Linked DNA regions of Mus musculus: regions 1 and 2 are each linked to region 3. Evidence: chromatin contacts called from public HiChIP or PLAC-seq and promoter capture Hi-C data. All regions are on one chromosome and are shown on one strand. The core of a region is the stretch at or near the end of the contact, and the rest is flanking DNA. Distances in the headings are between cores, read along the strand shown. Region 1 overlaps Anxa6 (annexin A6). Region 2 holds the start of Tnip1 (TNFAIP3 interacting protein 1). Region 3 holds the start of Slc36a3os (solute carrier family 36 (proton/amino acid symporter), member 3, opposite strand).

Region 1 (4,308 bases), core at 228-2,727, 140 kb after region 3:
CTCACAGCCGTTGTCTTTTGAGGTCCATTCCAAAGCGTCGAGGGATAAGCCGTCTCTATTAACATACGGCTTGGTCAAATATTTGTTTGATTTTGAGCATTTTCCCGTGGGTGTGTTTATGGAATTCTACTTCCAGGAAATGGTTCCCATGGAAGTGCTATATATACCTGGGAGAGTGGAATGTCAGGGCCATGGGGAAATAGCATCTCAGAATGCCACGTCTAGTGAAGTCAGCATGGCGGCCAGCTGTTATCACTGGGAAGTATTTCTACCACAGGAAAGGTGGCAAACAACACACGCCAGAGACTTGTTCCTTCCTGTCTTTCCCAGAGCTGGTTGCTGGATAGTGACCAGCCATACACTGTTGGGGGCCTGAGCCACTGCAGGCAGGAGAAAAGGGGGAGCTGGTGTAAGTGTTCTGCCTCCCCTTCTTGTCCAAGAAGAGCCACGGCTGTGTTTGAGGTCACCTTTTCTCCTCTCTTTCCCCAGAATGATACTTCCGGTGAATACAAGAAGGCTCTGCTGAAGCTGTGTGGAGGAGATGATGAGTAAGTGACTTCTAGGCCCCAGGATGGAAAGACGGCCTGACTCTTCCAGCGCCTGTCCCAGTGGATGGGTGGATTGCATGAGCCTGGGTCTCTTTTGAGGCTGGAATGACAAATGAGGGAAAGTGACCCTCAGTATTCCAGTCTCTGCTGTCTTGGGGACCGTGTGTCTGAACAAGTGTGGCTACTATATATGGAACTCTCTGCTCTGTGAACTTGGAGGTCGATCTGGTGTCTGGACTGGGGATTAGAATTCAGGGGACTTAAGCTGGTCATGGTGGCACACGCCAGAGCCAAACAGATCTCTGTGAGTCCAGACTGGTCTATGTAACAAATTCCAGACTAGCCAGGACTGAGTAGTGAGACCCTGTTTCAAAAACTGATAGGGGAAGGAGCCAGGGGAAGGAGCCAGGAGAAGCAGGTCTGGGAAGCCCACCTGTAAGAAAGCCTAGGGATGAGGATTGGCCTGTGACTTCCTATGGCTTCTTCCTATGACTGCCATGGGTTCTGTGGAGAGCCTGGCAAAGAGATGAGGTGGCAGGTGAGCTACAGGGACCCTTCCTGGAATATTAAACTAGGTGACTGTGCCATAACACAGCCAAATTTATACCGAGGACATGGTGGGTTCTTAGACTCCCTTCTCCAGGGTTCAACAGTCAGTTAAGGAAGGGACATAAGGGCTTCCTGTTGACTATGCTCACTGCCACAGAGGCCAGAAATCCCTCCACACACACTGGCCCCTCACATGGCCTGGTGCCTTGCAAAAAGGTAAAGGGATGAAGCAGCCATGCCCTGCCCTTGGCTTATTTGGAAGGGGATTTGCACAGGAGTCACCCTGCTGTGATGAACAAAGAAGAGGTTGAAGGACTGCCCTACTTGGTCCTGGACCAACAAGGCTGCTAGGGAAAGCCCCACTGCATGCATAGGTTAGAGGGAGCTTAGGGGAAGCCAGAAGAATCGTGGCACTAGAAAGTCCTCGGATGAACTCATGCTACAGAAGAAACAAAGCCAAACAGGTCTGTGTTAGTGTGTGTGTGTGTGTGTGTGTGTGTGTGTGTGTGTGTGTGTGTGTGTGTGTGTGTGTGTGTGTGGTGTATTTGGCATAAGAGTGTTCTAGAAGTATGGGGTGTAGCCCATGATGACATTCCCTCCCATCCTCTCCCCGAACCCCTCCATTGTTCCAGTGCCGCTGGCCAGTTCTTCCCGGAGGCAGCACAGGTGGCCTATCAGATGTGGGAACTTAGTGCAGTGTCCCGAGTCGAGGTCAGACCCTCCCCACTTCCTGCTTGATCTCCTAATCACTGGCTTCCCCTTCTGCTTGCACCTTGCCACTGTACGCTGGTTGGCCCCTAGCTGCCCTCTGGTGGCCAACCCGAGCTGCGGCATCTTATATCTGAAGTTTCCAGATCTCTGCGCTGGTTCGTCCTAACAGCCCAGGGAGCATCCTGCCTGCTCTCCACTAACAAGGCTTCCTCCAGTGAGCCCCGAGGTTCCACGAGGGCCTCTGCATCCTGGGCCTGGCAGTTGGGCTTTGCATCCTGAGAGCAGAGAGGGCACTCCTGCTACTGTTGTTACTGCAGGATTTCGGGGGGTATACTCCTGAGCACTGTCACACCCAGGGGTCCACACTGGACGGGACAAAAGGTTTCACACAGGCTCCTGGCAAACTACTCCAGATACTGCTGGGTCCTCACCTTCCCTCCTGGCCTCTATGCCTGAACCTTTCAAATGAGGGGGTTAGACATGGCAGTCCTGGTGGCCTAAAGGCTCTTGAACGCTGAACTTCTATTCTACTCTTCCCTAAATTTGAAGGCAAATGCTGCCACTGAGGGAGACCTCGGGTTATCTGAGGAATGAGCTTGGCTTGGCCGATGAAAGTGCCTCCGCAAGTGTTAAGTGACACCCAAGCTCACAGAGAACCTACTGCTTTTCAGTTCCACCAGCCTTTCTGATAAGTAAAGAGAAAGCGGCTTGGTGCCACATCTGTGCTATACGAGGCGCCTGCCCTTTTACACCGAGAGCCGTGGCTTTGGCAAGCAGTAGCACCTTAAATTTGGTGACCTTTAACTTAAGTGGGGGCTAGTATTACATTCATTTTTATGAATTGGCATCTGTTAATAACATAGGATAATTTTTTTTCTAATTTGTGATAGTATATAAAGTATAAAATTATTTTTATCATAAAACTAGGGATATAGCTCAGTAGTAGAGCATTTGCCTAGCAAACACAAGATTTTTGGTTTAATTGCGACCACTGAAAAATTATTTTCACCTATTTATTAATTTGATAATACTTCTTAAATGTCTATTATATGTCAGGGACTTGTTAGCATAAGAGGAGATATACATATATACAAAAGACTAGGTGTGGTGGTGCATGCCTTTAAACCCAGCACTCAGGAGGCAGAGTCAGGTGGATCTCTATAAGTTTGAGCCCAGTCTGTTCTATGTAATGAGTTTCAGGCTAACCATGGCTACAGAGTAAAACTCTGTGTTAAGGAAAAAACAAACAAAAAGACAAAGATCACACAGTATGATGGCACATGCCTATAATCTCAGCACTTAGCAGGGAGTGGCAGAAGGGTCAGGAGTTCAAGGACAGCCTTTACTTATATGTAGTTTAGTTTGAAGTTGCCTAGGCTACATGAGATCCTGTCTTTTTTTTTTTTTTTAATTGCCTTTTATGAGTATTTAAACGTACTTCAAAATAGATCTATCCAGAAGGTGTTGTTTAGCATGTCAGACACTCCCCCCTCACCCCCGCCCCAATTATTCTAAATAAAACTGTTTAAGCAAAGGTCAGACATGGTGATGAACTTTAGTTCCAGCATTCAAGGAGCTAGAGGCAGGCAGATCTCTGAGTTTGAGGCCTACATAGTGAGTTCCAGGCCAGGCAGAGGGACGTAATGAGACCCTGTCTCCAAACAGAATAAAACAACTGCAAAGCCCAAAAATCACTTAAGCAAAATTAAAAAGAAATAGCAGATATGGAAAGCAGCAGGAACGTCATTGGGTCAGGACTAAAATCTGGAAACCATTTCTGCTTCTGAGTCTTTGGGCCTCGTTATGGGGAGCCATGGCTACATCAGGCATCGGGGCCCTGGGGCAGGGTGAATAGGATGCTGAGAGGCCCCAACGGAATGTTCAGCCTCTGGAGCTGGGACAGAGCCAAGTCCGATTGCAGGAGCTGCCCCTTCCCTGCCCAGCACTCACCTGTCCCCAGGCCCACGACTCTCTGCTCTCTCAGCCCTGGGTGGCTTTGTCTGCTGTGCCTCCTTCCCCAGGCTGCCCAGCTTGGGCCTCAGTCTGGAAAGCCCTTGCCACTTACTCTGCATGCTCCTCTCTGGACCTGGCTCCCCACGGGCCTCCGCTCACCTGCTGAGCCTCTCTCTCCTCCTCACAGCTGAAGGGTACTGTGTGTGCAGCCAATGATTTCAACCCTGACGCTGATGCCAAGGCCCTGCGGAAAGCCATGAAGGGAATTGGTAAGAGTGACAAGAACCAGAAAAGGCCTCTGGGCTGCAGCCAGGAAGGTTTGGCAGTAAAGGGGTCCAGGCGGGAGTTGAAGCCTCCAACGAGGCTCTGCAGGATAAGGAGGACTCTGTGGAAACATCCTCCATCTCAGGTGGGAGGGAAGGATAGAAGAGGGTCTGCAATGAATTTGACAGCAGTCTTTCCTGAACACCAAGGTAGCTGTCTCCCAGCCTCTGAGCAGGACCCTGGTGCAGAAGAAAATACTGGTCATCAAGTCTTGGGTGTTGAC
Region 2 (4,687 bases), core at 450-2,949, 170 kb after region 3:
TGAAAGGTGCCTAATGCTATTAAGGAACTGAGTGTGTGTGTGTGTGTGTGTGTGTGTGTGTGTGTGTGTGTGTATGTGTGTGTGAGTGTGAGTGTGTAGGACATGTGCATATGTGTGTACATATACGTGAAGCCCAGCAGTGAACCTCAGGTGTTACTCCTTAGGTGACAACCATCTTGTTTTTTATGACAGGTTCTCTCACTGCCTCCGGCTCATCAGTTTAGCTAGACTGGCTGACCCACAGATCCCAGATATCCTGTCTCTGCCTCCCCAGCACTGGCCTGTGTGTATCTACACCAGACTTTTAAATTTGGGTGCTGGGGCTCAAAATCAGTGAGCACTTTACCCACTGAGCTATTTCCTCATTTCCTCAATTATTGCTTTTATTTAGGTTTAGTTAATTTACATTTGATCCACCATATGTGGATAATGGTCACTCAGTTGGATAGGACAGTCCTGAACTAGGGATAATCAAGAAAGCCTCTCTCACCCAGGTGGCCTCTTCCTATCTCCTCAGACATTTTTGTGGCAGGTAGTGAATGGCAGTGGGTAACTTTATATATGTAGTCAGTGGTTTACAAGGGGTGTCGACAAAGCATCTTTTGGCTTCTGGTACAGTTGCAGAAAGCAGACAGAGCAAGACTCAGTTTCCCACTTTGCAGTGGGTGTGACAGTGAGTGAGATGGGGGTCAGTGACACGTGCATGTGTGAGCAGTCATTTGTTGTGACAAAAGACTGACAAGCAGCATCTTAGAGGAGGGGTTTATGTTGGCTCCCAGTTTGAGGTGATACAGTCCACTCTGGTAGGAAGGCCTGGCAGTGTGGGAGTGGCTCTAAGCTGTGGTGGCAAGTGCATCCGGGGGCTCGCTCACATCTAGTGGATCAGGAAGAGCAGAGAAAGCAGAAAACAGTGCTTGAACAACCCTCTCCTGATCCCCACTTTTCATTCAGTCTGGAACCCCAGCCTCCCCGGACAGTGCTGTCCACATTCAAGGTGGGTCTTCCCTCTTTTGGAAAACCTCTCTGGAAAAGGCCTTACAGGCACACCCCAGGTGTATCTCCTCGAGACTTCTAAATCCAGTGAAGTTGATCATAGAGAATAACCATCACACAAAGCTCAGGAGGAAGTGGCATGCTCAGACTGCAGCTGGCAGGTTCAGAACGGGCCAAGGGTTTCCAAGTGTGGCTGGACATCCAAGTGAGACTCAGCAAGACTCAGCATCTGGGGAAGAATGAGAAACTTTTCCTCCTCTGGAGAGGATGCTTGGGAGCAGATGAGGCAGGAACAAGACAGGAGGACGTGAGCAGGATGCCTGGAGATTTCCCCAAGGCCACGCACACTGGAATCCCCCACTTTGAACAAAAGAGGAAACATATATCTCCAGGCCATCCCAGCAGGGCAGCCCAGGTGGCCTGTGTCCTTGTACCTGCCTTTGCTTGATTCCCAGCCCAGCTCAGGAGCCAGCAGGCTCTCAGCTCTTCTCCAGAGCCCCCTCCCCTTCCTGGAATCTACCACAAGTGACAGGCAGCCTGGGGAGCAACAGGTGGAGGCTGGCAAAGGGCCCTCTGCTCTGCCAGAGGCGGGATGGGGCCTCAGCTCGGCCTTGTGGGGCTGCCTGGTGGCTGGCTTCTCCATCATGGGGGAATTCCCCTCCTGCCTCAGAGTCAGCTCCGCCCAGCCCTCCTTCCTGCAGAAGCTCAGAAAGCCCAGCAACCTTCACAGGGACACAGGGAGGCATGGCCGCACTCACTGGGCACATCTTCAGATCACCTCGTGCATTCTCGGATGAGTGACCTGGGCTGAAGGTAGGTGTGACAAGGCAGATTCCAGGAGCGTCACACGGTAATGTCAAGGCCACCAGACCTTCCCAGCTGTGTGTCAGTAACTGCTTGGCCTCCTCTTCTCTGCCAGCTGGGGTCTTTTGCTCCCCAGCCTAGCTTGGTGGGCCCACCTAGGGCCTTGAATTCTGTGTCTCTGTTCTTCCCTGAGCCTCCTTTGCCCTCTGACCTCTGTCTCTCTCCCTCGTACTTGTTCTGACCAATCTTCTCTCCGAATGTCTGCAACTTTTCCAAAGGGAAGGAAAGAGAGACTTTCTCTTTTTCTGTACTATCCCTCTCTCTGAGGGGTGAAGGGGACTTTTCTCTTTCTTGTTCCCATATTTTCTTGTGTGTGAGAGGACATGTTTGCATTTGTGTCAGGCTCCCAGGAGCAGGTACATATATCGGTCCATGGGAGTGTTTATGTTTGTGGATGGTCTGGGTGTCTGTCTCTGTGTGAATGTGAATTTTGAGGGGGATGGTGTGGGATGAGCTGGGCAGTTTGGAAGTCTAAACCCAAACAAGGAAGGTTGGTGGAAACCCATCTTGCTCCCTGGGGGACACAATAGCTGTTGAGCCCCTCCTCAGCACTGGAATGAAGGAACCCCTCCCCTGTCTCCAGACTTCTTTGCTCTGAGGCCCACTGGCTCCTTCTGAGGGTGAACCTTTCACCGAGAACTTGAGGCCCTGGGAGTGGGGCCAAGGGCTGGCAGATGGTGGGGACTTCTTTTTTTGATAATAAGCAGTCCAGTTTTTCCGAAGCTGGTCAGAGGGCCAGCCTAGGGAAGTCCCTGGCTGGGGGAGGTAAGGGCCAGAGGCTGGGTCTGACTTTTGACAGTGACCTCTGGACTGCAGAATGAGGGAGGAATGTGGCGAGATTCTAGAAGACATGAGAAGGTATGGGGTAGATTGAGAGAGAAATGCTATTGGGGCCTGGTAGGGCTTCCCAGGATTGGGCAATGTTCTGGTCCTATGGGTCTGCCTCCCTTAGGGACTAATCTCTTCCCACTTCCAGGAAGATGATGAGGAGCAAGCTAGGATCCCAGTTTGGAGCCAGCTTGATACTCTGATTTGGAGTCAGGCGGGCCAGAGGGAGAGAAGCCAGAGAAGGAAAGACCCAGGACTCCTCGAGACCGTGGGAGGGGCCTGGCAGGGCCAGTGTATGAGGAGCTGGGAATTTCCCTGGTGTCATTGTCCTAGAAACCAGAGAATAACAGGCAGGTTAGGGACACAGGAGAAAGAGCCGGGGAGGAGAAAGAGGAGGACAAGGCTGGCGAGGAAGCCAGCAGCCGTGGCCAGAGGCCACCTCCTCAGACAGCTCTCAGTGAGATCCAGGCAAAGTGAGCCCCAGCAGTAGGCCTGAGATCCCCTGAGAGAGGAAGATCCACACTCCCTGCTGCCCCAGACCACAATGACCATGCTTCTTATCACTAGGGCCATTTCTCTCTGTGTGTGCCACAAACTGGCCCTGCTGTTGTCCCCATAGCCTTGCTTAGAAAGCTAGGTTACAGACCAGGAGTGAGTGTCAGGGTCAGAATCAAAGCCCAGACTTCAGGAGGTGGGAGGTGTCCTGGGAAGAGGGCAAGTTGTGAATGCAAATGCTTTCCTTCCTCTTGAGAGGATGACTGGGGGATGCAGAGATGGCTCAGGGGCTAAAGGAGCTTGTTGCTAAGTCTGACAACCCGAGTTTAATCCCTGGGACTCATGTAGTAAGAGAGACAGGACTCCTACATACAGTCCTCTGAGCTCCATTACATGTGCTGTGACATGTGCTAGGGAGACATACACACATGATACACACTTGTAATAAATAAATAAATAAATAAAAATAAATGTAAAAGATGATGCATGAACACAGAAAAAAACTGTGGCCTTCATAGCCTAGGAAGGTAGGTAGAATTAAAAATGCCTTTTTAGGCTGAGGGGAGCTGAAACTACAGACTCAGTTAATTTAGTGCCATTGTTGATGTTGTTGTTGTTTGTGTATGATTTGATGAGAAGGGGTTGCTTTGAGACAGAGTCTCATGTAGTCCAGGCTGGCTCTGGATTCTTGGTCTTGATGCTTCTGCCTCTGTAGAACTAAGATTGGGGCAGTCATCCAGTTGACATGCCATTTTTTCCTTTTCTTTCTTCTTTCTTCTGGCTGGGTCTCATGTATCCCAGGCTAGCCCCAAATCCCCTATGGAACTGAGCCTGACCTTGAGTTTCTGATCCTCTAGCCTCCACCCCTTGACTGTGGGGATTACAAATGTGTGCCATCACAGGCGGTTCTCTGAGGTACTAGGGATGGAATCCGGGTCTTGAGTAGGGTGGGCCAGCACCGTCTGTAATCGTCACCAGCACTCAAATCCCATTTCAGTCAGGGTCACATGTTTGTCATTCCTTATCTCTGTTAACCATCACCCAAATCTCCCTTTCTGATAATCACACACCCAAGAGCAGAAAGTACCTAGAATCCACACAGGGTTTTGTGTTCCGAGGTTGCCTCGGGCTGAGAGTCCAGGAAGAGATCCAGGATTGCTAAATGCTCCCACCCCCACCTCTCAGGTCCACTCTCCCCCAGCCCAGGCTCCTTATCTTCCACTCTAAGACAATAAGGCTCATACTTCTTTGATTCAAAATTCTATTTCCAGCCTGGGAATGAACCTTAGCTCAGTAGGCAGAGGGTAGCCTATCACACACAAAGCTAAGTCCCCAGGAGAGTTGAAAGGAGATGTGGGGCTACATCCCAGAACTCAGGACAGGGAGTCGTGAAAACCAGAAGTTGAATGTCTTCCTCACTAGAGAGTGATTTTGAGGCCAACCTGGGCTACATGAAACCCTGGCTCAAAAAAGTAAAGAAGGGGTGATAGAATAGCTCAGTCAGTAA
Region 3 (4,671 bases), core at 730-3,229:
TCTACAAAGTGAGTTCCAGGACAGCCAAGGCTATACAGAGAAACTCTGTCTCAAAAAAAAAAAAAAAAGAAAAAAAAAAAAAAAAAAAAAAACCCACAGCAGGAAGAATGAAGTTCTGGGTTCAATTCCCAGTACCAGAAAACAAACAACAAACAAAAACCCACAGCAGGAAGAATGACGTAATTTTTCAAATTTAAGAGCTGTAATTGAGTTCAATGCATAGGCTTGCCTGGATCCAACTTTATAGTGGGTGTGGGAGGAGGTATGTGAATAAAGGGAGAGCCTAAACCCCAGGACAACAGACCTTTGTTTCCAGTGTATTGAAAGAGAAACAAAGTGTCACTGCCTTTGTCCTCTGCCCAATGACTCTCTTCTGGAGGAAGAAATCACACAGACACACCATGGTGACAGTTTATAAGAAGACCAGCCTGGACTCTCCAAAATGACCTGATGAAAAACCAGTGCAAATGCAAAAAATGTGCAAAAATATTCCACATGGAAAAAAAAAAGACAAAAGAGGTACAGCCAAACACAACATAAAGCTTTGGAAAATTTTTAACAAAAAAAAAATAAAAGTTAAGTCAGATACAGTGGCAAACCTGCAATCCCAGCACTTAGAAGGTAGAGGCAGCAGAATTAATAATTCAGGGGCAGTCTGGGCTATATATGAAGTTTAAAGCTAGCCTTGGCTATGTGAGACTATGCCCTCCCCCTCAAAGAAAGAGATATTTGTAAAATAATTAAAATATATAAATTACATATTTGTTGTTAGTTGATTTCTGACTATTAAGAACTAAGAGAAATATGCCTATGGTATTTCAAGTAGATATTTCATGACTTCGGAAATTATCATTGAAATGAACTGAATTGAACTGAGTACTTTTGGGGAGTGTGGGGTGTGTGTGTGTGTGTGTGTGTGTGTGTGTGTGTGTTGTGACTATAATACCCAGAATGCAATTCAAGGCCAAAGGTAACTACAAATGAATTTCATTAGAGTAAATGGATGTGGGTGGTTGTGGTAACACCAGCACTATCAGAGTAGAGGCAAGAAAATCAGGTTTTCAAGGTCACACTGGCTTTGTGGTAACACCAGCACTATCAGAGTAGAGGCAAGAAAATCAGGTTTTCAAGGTCACACTGGCTATCTGGCTAATCAGAGGCCAGCCTGGGCACCACAAGGCCCTATCTCAAAAAACTAACTCTCCAAAGCCAGAGTTTATGGCTGTTAATTTCTCTTGTACAACCAACTTTTTCTGTGGGTCAGACATTTCTCAAAATAAAACCATCAGAAATAATTGTTTTGAAAAGGAAATCAAAAAAAAAAGGGGTGGGGGGCTGGAGAGATGCCTCAGCGGTTAAGAGCACTGACTGTTCTTCCAAAGGTCCTGAGTTCAATTCCCAGCAACCACATGGTGGCTCACAACCATCTATAATGAGATCTGACACCCTCTTCCGGGGTGTCTGAAGACAGCTACAGTGTACTCACATATAACAAATAAATAAATCTTTTTTTAAAAAATAGAAAAAAGAAAGAAGAAAAGAAAAGAAAATGAGATCCATCCTAAACAGTAACTTATTTCCCTTGTCCTTGTCTTCCTTCCCAGGTACGTTGTGAGCTTCCTGCTGATCGTCACTCAGCTGGGCTTCTGCAGCGTGTACTTCATGTTTCTGGCGGACAACTTACAACAGGTAAAGAGGGGTCTTCTGGGCAGAGTGGGTGGGAGGAGAGCAGACCTCCCGATGCTGGGGCTGTTAGTGTCTGCCCATATTAGACCACAGTTGAGACCAGAGCAAAGCCAAAGCCCCTAACCTTTAGGCTGGAAAGCATCTCAAGTTGTCACATCCAAGATATCTAACGAGCGGTCACGTTCCCCTCATCTCGTTCCTAATGCAGGCAAGTCAGACAGAGCCTTCTTTTACAACAGCTTTGTGAGACAGAGGAGCACACCCAGCCAGACAGGAAGAACAGTGTGCCTTGTAACAGAGGGACTGTTTGAGCAGAGGATGCTCAATGCTCAGCCCCGCCCCGCTTCACCCACAAAGTCTAAAAAGGATGTGCTAATGTAACAGAAACTCCTTTCTAGTCATGTGAGCGGGGAAACCACCACTTCACAGGGAAGAAGAGATTGTCTAGCAGACAGAAAGAGCCTTGTGCCTTTGGGCTTCAGGATGCTCAATGTTTCCCATCGTCAGAATCACACGCACTACAGTAAGGCGGTTAGGTTTGCCCAGTAAAATGCAGGACACCCAAAACCAGACACAGAGGTTCACATCCATAACACCAACATTTGGAAAACAGAAGCAGAATGATCAAAAGTTCAAGGTCATTCTCAGCTATGCGGCAAGGCTGAGGCCAACTCTGAAGGATATGCGAGACCCTGTCTAAAGTGCTTGTCTGCTTGTCTTGCCAGCCCAAGGGCCTGGGTACCATCTCCCAGGATCCCCATATTTAAAAAAAAAAAAAAAAAAAAAAAAAAAAAAAAGCCAGGTTTGGGCTAGAGAGATGGCTCAGCAGTTAAGAGAACCAAGTGCTCTTCCAAGGGTCCTGAGTTCAATTTCCACCAACTATATGGTAGTTCACAACTATTTATCTGAAGTGGGATTCGATGCCCTCTTCTGGTGTGTCTGACTACAGTGTACTCTCATACATAAAATAAATACATAAATCTAAAAGAAAAAAAAAAAAACCTAGGCTTTCTGGCCTGCAGCTGTAATTCAGTGCTGAGGAGGCAGAAGCAGACGGATACCTGCAGCTCACTGGAGGGCCAGCCTAGCCTAACTTGCCCAGTACCAGGCTAATGAGAGACCCTCTCTCAAAAGCAAGGAGGGCCACATCTGAGGAACATTACTGATTTTGTCCTCTGGAGCCCCCAGCACCACACACATGAGTGCAGAGACACAGAGAAGACACGTATTGATGCAGCTGTAGCGATGGCTCAGCAGTTAAAAGCACTTGTTGCTCTTTCGGAGGATATAGACCTGGGTTCGGTTCTCAGCACCCACATGGTGGCTCAAAGCCATCTGAAACTCCAGCTCCAGGGGACCTGACTTCCTTTTTTGGCCTCTTCCAGGACTGGGCATGTACATGATGTATAGGCAAACATTTCATACAAATAAAATTAAGTAAATCTAAAAATGTCTTAAGGATTCACTTATTTTATGTGCATGAATGTTTTGCCTGCATAAATATATGTGCACTACAGACTCATGAGAGTCAGAGGAAGGTATTGGCACTCCTGGAACTGTGAGCCACAGTGTGGGTACTGGGAATGAAACTCATGTCCTCTGTAAGAGCAACCAGTGTTTTTTAGCCACTGAGCCATCCCTCTAGCACCGGAAAAAAAAAAGATATCTGGCTATACTGAAATGTCACACAAGTCGTGAATAATGTCTTTTCTACTGTGGCAGTAAGTTTTCAGTCGATGAGCTGAAATCCTAATTGAAATGACTCTCAGTGACTCACGACTGACGTCCTGCCTTTCACTGTGTCGTTCTGGCAGATCATGGAAGAAGCCCACTTCACCTCCAACGTCTGCCAGCCGAGGCAGAGCCTGGTGATGACCTCCATCCTGGACACTCGCTTCTATATGCTCACCATCCTGCCCTTCCTCATCCTGCTGGTGCTCATCCAGAACCCACAGGTGTTGTCCATCTTCTCTACCTTGGCCACCATCACCACCCTGAGCAGCCTGGCTCTGATCTTCGAGTATCTCATCCAGGTCTGAAACCACACAGAAGAGGGGCGGGGTCCAGGGTTTCTGAGGTGGGAAAATGAAGATGAGGAAGGTGGCCGGTCCCCAGCTCTGAGCCTAGGTGAATTCTAAAAACACTTCTGTCCCACAAGCTAGGCATCACTATCATCTACACCCTCATCTTCGGCATCATGGTCATATCCAATAACAGTGAGTCACTGGGAATTTAGTTGCTGAATGTTTTCTGTGGTCCAGTGTTGTGCAAGAAGCTGGGGATTTTGTGGTTCAATAATAAGAGATAAAGAAGGATGCCACATTCTCCATTGGGTCAACAAATAACAAGAACTACCACAGCAGGGAGATGGGGAGAGGGCTCAGTGGGTAAAGTGTTTGCCGCCCTAGCGTGAGGATCTGAGTTCCCACCCCCAGTATCCACATGACAGCCTAGCACAATGGAGCACACAATGTAACCCTAGAACTGTGAGAGTGGAAGGTGGGTGGGGGTTCACTGACCAGCTGAAATGGCAAACACCAGGTTCAATGAGAGACTCAAAATAATAAGGTGGAGAACTATAGGGGAGACATCAGATATTGACCTCTGGCCTCCACGCACACTGACATGGATACACACACCATGGAGACACAGCACTGGTTAGTGGACAGAAACTATATAGCAGCTGGCTAGATGACTCAGATCCTTGCCTGAGGCCCTGAGTTCCATACCCAGCCCCCACAGAGAGGTAGGGGAGGACTGACTACCACAAGTTATCTTTTGATCTCCACATGCATACCATGGCACATAAGCCCACCCTGCCCCTCCACAATAAAATAAATGTAAAATAAAAAGTTTTAAAAGAGAATATATATGATGAAGGAATTTGATCTACTTGGTACAAAGGACGTTGCATGATTTCTGGATCTTTGAAGTAAAACAAACGAAAAATACCAACTCTATCCCAGTTCCCAGAAAAAGACACTG

What was found. HiChIP or PLAC-seq counts read pairs in DNA pulled down with a chosen protein or histone mark. Capture Hi-C pulls out chosen DNA fragments and counts their contacts.
Region 1: a contact with region 3 is called in a BATF HiChIP or PLAC-seq map of CD8 T cells, with 6 read pairs. The contact joins the enhancer-like site here to the promoter of Slc36a3os in region 3. A contact is called at or near these places in 2 of 484 Hi-C or Micro-C datasets (3T3-L1-derived adipocytes and bone marrow-derived macrophages) and 4 of 115 datasets of contacts at active chromatin or transcription factors (CD8 T cells and embryonic stem cells).
Region 2: a promoter capture Hi-C map of adipose tissue shows a contact between it and region 3. The contact joins the promoter of Tnip1 here to the promoter of Slc36a3os in region 3. A contact is called at or near these places in 1 of 484 Hi-C or Micro-C datasets (double positive thymocytes), 5 of 115 datasets of contacts at active chromatin or transcription factors (CD8 T cells, effector CD8 T cells, embryonic stem cells and 2 more) and 2 of 9 other capture datasets (adipose tissue and pancreatic islet).

The regions. Positions count from the first base shown.
Region 1 is chr11:54,996,035-55,000,342 of GRCm38.p6, reverse strand. It overlaps Anxa6 (annexin A6), which reads left to right. Exons shown (of 26, transcript NM_013472.5): 13 at 490-548; 14 at 1,730-1,808; 15 at 3,949-4,030. Among named protein-coding and RNA genes, the nearest start is that of Gm19911, 22 kb to the left of the region's middle. Within about 2 kb of position 1,477, at least 52 of the 459 cell types and tissues checked have an H3K27ac peak or open chromatin away from gene starts, as enhancers often do. A contact at or near this core is called in CD8 T cells, where this site is marked.
Region 2 is chr11:54,959,952-54,964,638 of GRCm38.p6, reverse strand. It overlaps Tnip1 (TNFAIP3 interacting protein 1), which reads left to right and starts at 1,699. Exons shown (of 19, transcript NM_001199275.2): 1 at 1,699-1,806.
Region 3 is chr11:55,134,307-55,138,977 of GRCm38.p6, reverse strand. Slc36a3os (solute carrier family 36 (proton/amino acid symporter), member 3, opposite strand) reads right to left here and starts at 1,979. Exons shown (of 2, transcript NR_167707.1): 1 at 1,811-1,979. Slc36a3 (solute carrier family 36 (proton/amino acid symporter), member 3) reads left to right here. Exons shown (of 11, transcript NM_172258.4): 6 at 1,605-1,689; 7 at 3,501-3,719.